Regions from separate parts of the Capra hircus genome. Here region 2 is linked to region 1. The links are chromatin contacts, called in public Hi-C maps. All regions are on one chromosome and are shown on one strand. The core of a region is the stretch at or near the end of the contact, and the rest is flanking DNA. Distances in the headings are between cores, read along the strand shown. Region 1 overlaps GALNTL6 (polypeptide N-acetylgalactosaminyltransferase-like 6). Region 2 overlaps GALNT7 (N-acetylgalactosaminyltransferase 7).

The links. A called contact is a pair of places that touch in the nucleus more often than the background predicts.
Region 2: a contact with region 1 is called in a Hi-C map of liver, with 5 times the contacts expected there. The contact joins two enhancer-like sites. A contact is called at or near these places in 3 of 5 Hi-C or Micro-C datasets (blood and liver).

Annotation. Positions count from the first base shown.
Region 1 is chr8:5,418,577-5,421,997 of ARS1.2, forward strand. The region is part of intron 11 of GALNTL6 (polypeptide N-acetylgalactosaminyltransferase-like 6); the gene reads left to right. Among named protein-coding and RNA genes, the nearest start is that of GALNT7, 120 kb to the right of the region's middle. Within about 2 kb of position 1,740, at least 1 of the 5 cell types and tissues checked has an H3K27ac peak or open chromatin away from gene starts, as enhancers often do.
Region 2 is chr8:5,621,843-5,625,263 of ARS1.2, forward strand. The region is part of intron 2 of GALNT7 (N-acetylgalactosaminyltransferase 7); the gene reads left to right. Among named protein-coding and RNA genes, the nearest start is that of HMGB2, 60 kb to the right of the region's middle. Within about 2 kb of position 1,584, at least 1 of the 5 cell types and tissues checked has an H3K27ac peak or open chromatin away from gene starts, as enhancers often do.

The DNA of each region.
Region 1 (3,421 bases), core at 490-2,989:
CCTGACTCCTCGTGACCCCATGGACTATAACCTGCCAGGCTTCTCTGTTGGTGGAATTTTTCATACTGAAAAAAATGGCAAGTAGGTTGCCATTTCCTTCTCCAGGGGATCTTCCCGATTCAGGGATCAAACCCACATCTCCAGTGGCTCCTGAATTGCTGGTAGATTCTTTACCACTGAGCCATCTGTGAAGCTTTTGGTACCACACAGATTAAATTTAATCCATTCTGATCAAGACAGATTCCAAATACTTAAACAAAGCTTGTCTGACCTTTACTTCTTACTTCCAATTAAATGGCCCAATTTCCTGCCACTGTTCCTGAGATGACTTCAATGGGCCCACCTCAGCCTCCTGGACACTGATTCTTAACACACTCCAGATGGTCCTAGAGGTTGGCGTGATGCCCAGAATGGAACACAGTATCCTAGGCATGTTTAACCAAGGACTAGAATGAGTTTCTAGCACCCTTTTGTTGGGAATTTTTAAAAAAACATTTATTTCTTTATTTGGCTGCGCCAGGTCACTTAGTTGTGGCATTCAGGACCTTTCAGCTGTGGCAGGTGAACTTTTAGCTGCAGCATATGGGATCTAGTTCCCTGACCAGGGATTGAACCCCGGGCCCCCGGCATTGGGAGCTCACAGTCTTAGCCACTGGACTACCAGGGAAGTCCTGTCTCAAGCCTTTTTGTTATGAGAAATATCTGTTAAATTAGCTCGAGCTGATTGGTTTTCTGCCTTCACTTCACATACTTGGCTTCTTAATGAGTTTTCAGTATTTAAAAGGCCACGTTCGCTCTGCTACACAGACGTGTCACTGCAGTCTTGCACCTGTATGGTGCCCCTTCCGTACCTGGGTAGCCATCCACATCCACTGGTTTCTGTTAAGTTCTCCCTCGCCAGATTGACCCCAGCCTGGACTTTGGCCCAGCTTATCAACAGGTGAACTAGTTTATTCCAGCCATGAATTAGAGCAGATCAGTGGGCATGCAGGCCCTCATGCAAGTCCCCGATCCCGGTGAACAAGGCCCAGAACCGAGCCTGCCGTTACATAATCGAGCTGATGCTGATCCACAGCGAGCAGTCATTCAACCAGATGCAAGCTCGCCTAACAGCGAATCACCTTCTAGCCCACATTTCTCCAGCTGACCCGCAGGGGAAAAAAGGAGGATTTTCAAATGTCGTGCTGAAAACCAGATACACAATGTCTATATCATATCCTATACCCTGAAGATAACAGAGACATAAGTGTTATGCCCTGAGAAGCTGGGATCCTCTGTTCAAATTGATGAGTCAAAGATGAGGGAGGGTAATAGTCCCTGGGAGGGAAACGCCTTCACCGCTGCCATGAAACTACGTTTCCACCAGGGTAACCTTCCCATTCTGTTTTTATTCCATATGTTTAACCCGGCTGAACTTGTGACATCATTTAGAGGTCACGTCCTTTTAACTTCTTCCACGTCTGGATACCTTAGCCACATCCCTGCTGGTTACCATTCTACTGAATACATTCAGCTGCCACCTCTGGTCACCAGTAGAAAGGTTTCATCATGGTTTCTATCTCGGGCTCTAACGTGTGGACAAAGACCGGCTGAAGGGAATGCCAGCCAAGATCGAGACTGTCAAACTTGAAAGGACCTTGGTAACTGGAACTATACGCGTGTGAGATCAGCATTTGCTAACGGGGACAGCTCTTCCCTGGGGGCAGATGTGGGTCTGGGGCCGGACTGCTGGCTGGCTCGGCTGAGAGGGGGCGGGGCAGGCAGAGGCCCTGGGGGACCCAGGGTGGGAGTCCCCCCTGGGACCACCAGCAGCGGTCTTGCCTCTGGGATCTTGGGAAACTTGTTTCCTCATTATCAAATGGCAATAATGACAGTATCGGCCTCAGAAGATTATCATGGGGGTTTCCCTGGTGGTCCAGGGGTTAAGAATCTGCACACCAGTGAAGGGGACACAGGTTTGATCCCTAATCAGGAAGCTAAGATCCTACATGTTGAGGGGCAATTAAGCCTGCCCACCAAAACTAAGACTCGATGCAGCCAAATAATTTTTTTAGAAAACAAAGTTATTGTGATAATGAAATAAAATGTAAATACCCCTAGAATGCGACACTTCATGAGTGTTAGCTCTCACTCTCCTGCGCACGTGTGCTAAGTTGTTTCAGCTGTGTCTAACTCAAGGCTCCTCTGTCCGTGGGGATTCTCCAGGCAACAACACTGGAGTCGGTTGCCATGCCCTCCTCCAGGGGATCTTCCCAACCCAGGGATCGAACCCGCGTCTCTCATGTTTCCGGCATTGGCAGGCAGCTTCTTTACCCCTGTGCCACATGCCCAGAAATCTCTTCCGATTTGACTTTCACTCTCCCAGTAACTTTGCCTCCGGGAGAAGACAGGCTGTCTAGCCATCTTCCTGTTCTATTGCAGCTGTGTAGCTGTCACGAAATATTAGAATGCAGACTCCGCAAGAGCAGGGCTTTATCTGCTTTCTTTCGTACAGAATCCTCAGTACCTTAAACACTGTTTGGCACATAGTAGGTGCCTAAGTAAATGCACCCGGCTTCCTGGTTGTCCACATTCACTCTCTCTTTAGGTTGCTTATGCGGTTGAAGTAGATAAAGTGAGAAAATCTGAGCAGAACATTGAACACTACGGAAGCCCAACACATAAATACATACTCGACGAAGAGCAGCTATTATGGCGTTGACGTGACTCCCGGCAGGTTTACGGAAGGGAGATGAACAGCTATGGTCAGATGGAAACAAGATCAGGAACAGATGGGTTTTCTCTACTCTCGGAGTTTTCAGTCTAATAGGGAAGCTGACAAATTTTTAAATTGAATATATTAAGTGTACAGGATAATATGGTAACACCACATGAGGCTCATCCTAGGTCAGAGAGGCAGACAGGGCTGCTCTGACACACTACCCTATAAATGGAGACCTGAAAGGGAAACAGGATTTAGGTAAGTGAAGAGAAGCATCTGAAAAAGAATGGATATGTGTACGTATATAACTGAGTCATGTTGCTGTACCCCTGAAACGAACACAACATTGTAAATCAACTATGTTGCTATTGCTGCTGTTCAGTGCTAAGTCGTATCTGACTCTTTGTGACCCCATGGACTGTAGCCTTCCAGGCCCCTCTGTCCATGGGACTCTCCAGGCAAGAATACTGGAGTGGGTTGCCATGCCCTCCTCCAGGGGATCTTCCTGACCCAGTGAACGAATCCGCATCTGCTGCATTGGCAGGCAGATTCATTACCAACCGAGCCGCCAGGGAAATCAAATCGACTATAGTGTTTGTCATTCATTCGTGTCCGACTCTGCAACCCCATTGATTGTAACCTGCCAGTCTCCTCCATCTGGAGATTTCCCAGGCAAGAAAACTGGGGTGGGTTGCCTTTCCTTTCTCCATCCCGACCCAG
Region 2 (3,421 bases), core at 334-2,833, 200 kb after region 1:
AATAAATGTAAAATGAAGTTCGTGAGGGTTTTGTGATGGACTTCAGAACACCCGTGGCCGAACACGCAGGCATATTGGTGGTATTTCAGTAATTGTTCATGGGCACACAAAAGCTTTTTAAGAGGAAGAATAGCAACTTGAGGACATGCATTGATTATTTTACTCTCCCCCTTCCATTAAAAAAAAAAAAGAGTCTTCTATATAATACCTGAGTAGTCGCAAGGCATTTATTATTTCTGTTCTAATGGTTGCAAAACTTTGAGCAGATACCCAGAGGAATCAGAGGAATGCAGTCAAAGCTGAAGTAGCTTAAGATGTGAGTGGTTATGATACAAGACAATATGTCCCTGACAAGACAAAACCAACCCAGCAGGGTGTTTGAACGTGTTTTTCCCATCAGTTTCCACTCTGAAGTGTGATGTGTGGGTGACATACCTCTGGTTGTTGCTTCTGTGTCGCTGCCCTCATCGGGCAGGAATTCCCCACAGTCTACTCTCTCTCTCTCTTTTTTTTTTTTTTTGGCCATACTTTGAAATGTGGGAACTTAGTCCTCTGACCAGGGATCAAATCCACACCCTCTGCATTGGAAGCTTGGAGTCTTAACCACGGGATTCCCAGGGAAGTCCCCCACAGCCCACTCTGAGTCTTAGTTTCCCCATCCATGAAGAAAGGGAGTCACCAGTGTTTTTAGCTCATTTCTGGCACAGAATCTGCAGAATCCTCTCTCCCTGTGGCTCCCTGGGGAGCATCTCCATGCACTGGTCCTCCCATCTCCTCGAAACCCCCAAGCTCTCCTGTCCAGTTTGGAAACCACTCCATCAGGCATCCACCGAGGTCTGTTCCATTTTCCAGGTAGTTTTCTCTATGTTCCTGCGTCCTCCCCCAGTCTTCCTAGTGTGTCTATAGAGGCAAAGCTGAGCAAATCTGGTGTGCAGCAGTTGCCACTCTGGCTTAGCAGGATGTGGGCACCATCACTTATCCTCACCCCCACCCAGGGCAGGGGTACCCTGGCCCTGCAAGATGTGACCACTCTTCTTGGAAAGTCACAACAGACATGAGATCAGGGCAGACACACTTGCTGCTCTGCTTCCAGCCCTGCAGCCACAGGCTCTAGGGGTGAGGATGGGACAAAACTGGTCCCCAACCCTGTGCCTCCCGGGCCTCTCACCACCCTCATAAAAGACCAGGGAGGCCTGCTCTTCAGAGAGTCATTGAAGTGTGTTATCTGTGATGCATGTTTATGAGGCATCTTTATAGTAATAAAGTGTTCTACTTAGGAGCAAAGCAAACATAATAGTGTATTATCAATTACAAAGTGACTCTCTCTTTAACTAGAGGCACTTAAAATCCTGTCCCTTTGTAGCAGGGGCCTCTGCTTAGATCTGAGTTGGACGAAGACACTTCAGGGAGAGCAGGGGGCAGGTGGGTGTGGTCCCCGAGCAGAGGGTCTGTGTTAAGGAATAGGGCAGATCCGCCATCAACATGAGGTCCTGTGACCTGGACTGGCCTCCAGCCCATGCCGAGAAGATGCTGTGAAGGAGCGATCCCCCAAATTGTCCATGGATCTCCACACCTCAGGGTGTGTTGAAGCTGGCAGCCCCCACCTTGTGGGTTCTGCAGTGGCCCTACCCTGGAGAGGGTGTGGCAGCGGGTGGAGCCTCAGGTGCCGGGGAGCCCCGAGCCCATGTGTACAGCGAGACATGGACCTCTCACAGCTGAGATGCATCAGAGAGCTTGCACCTCTTCTTGGCGGATATGGGTGATAGACATACACACTCTGTTTCCTGGTGAGGATTAAACCTGATGTCGTTGTTTAGTCACTGAGTCGTGTCCAACTCTCACAATCCTATGGACTATAGCGCACCCCCTCTCCCAGCCCCACCGGCTCCCTCTGTCCATAGGCTTCTCTAGCAAGAATACTGGAGTAGATTGCCATACCCTCCTCCAGGGGATTAAAAAACATAAAAGTCATACAACACAGTGGGTATCATGAGCCCCACTGGTCAGAAAGCACTCGCAGCTGGCACAGCAGAGACCCCGCGAAAGCTCTCTCTCGGCGAGTCTCTCATCATGCAGGGGTGTGTTCAGCCCCACCCTTAGGGCATACCACCCTCCCCACTGTCCTCTACCCAGTCATCCTGTTCCATGAGAGGAGGAGGCGTCCTGAATGTCAGCTCAAGATAAATAATTAGTTTACTGGAAAGTGTGGGGTGACTGAATCTGTAATTTGCATCATTAAGAGAAGTGAAGAAAGAATTAAGATACATTAAGGCTGTGGGGTGTAATATGTGAATAAGTACTTCATAATAATAAACACCTTTGTAATTTCTAAAAACACACATCTGTTTTCCAGTTTAACCCTGTATTTCTTCTAACTCTAAGCATCACTGGAGCCTATCCTGTCATCTAAGCACGAGAACACACAGTCTTTAAAAGGGTAGGCTTGCCAGTGAAACAGGCTCATTTCTCTGTTGTTGTTTTTTAGTAGCTCAATCATGTCCGACTCTTTGTGACCCCATCAACTGTAGCCCACCAGGCTCCTCTGTCCATGGGATTTTGCAGGCAAGAATACTGGAGTGGATTGCCACTTCCTTCTCCCGGGGATCTTCCCTACCCAGGGATCTAACCCATGTCTCTTACATTGCAGGCATATTCTCTACTGCTGAGCTACCAGGGAAGCCCCATTTCTCTGTTACTATCCCTGCTAAGCGCTACAGGTCTCTCTTCTTCAGTCTCTCTTGCTGTTCTTTGGGCAGCTTCCTGCAGTATTCAGGGCACGTTTTTATACAAGGTCTCTCTGAACATTTTACAGAGTTTTCCCAGCTTTTACCCTGACTTTTTATGGCTCCACTGACTAAAGTTCTATTCTCTGGTCTAATCATTGCTTTCAGAGCATAAATCTAATTTTGATGGAGGGAATGTAATTCAGTCTCTACCTCTTACACCTTGCAGGTTATTTTGGCGGCCAGAAGCTTTTCCCCACAGACTGGAAACCCGCCCACCACTCTTCCCCTCTGTAGTGGGCAGGCCAGAGTGGCCGGCTTCCCGGCTGGCCACTGTCACTGTTCTCATTGCTGACACACAGCTTCTGTGCATCTGCACTTTGATGTGCAGTCAGTTCTGTTTTTCATTATTTAAGAGAAAGCTTTTGTGATGTGGACCATTTTCAAAGTCTTTATTGAATTTGTGACAAAATTGATTCTGTTTTCTGATTGTTCTTTTTTTTCTTTTTCGCGCTGTGTGGCATGCGGGATCTTAGGTCCCCAACCAGGGATCAAACCTGCACCCTTTGCACTGGAAGGCGCAGTCTTGCCCACTTCCGCCAGGGAAGTTCCTGCAGTCATGGTGGTGATGCTCGTAGAGTCTTGTGAGCACTGGGCGAGGAATACAGAACCATTGCTCATGGAGGAAACACATGGAT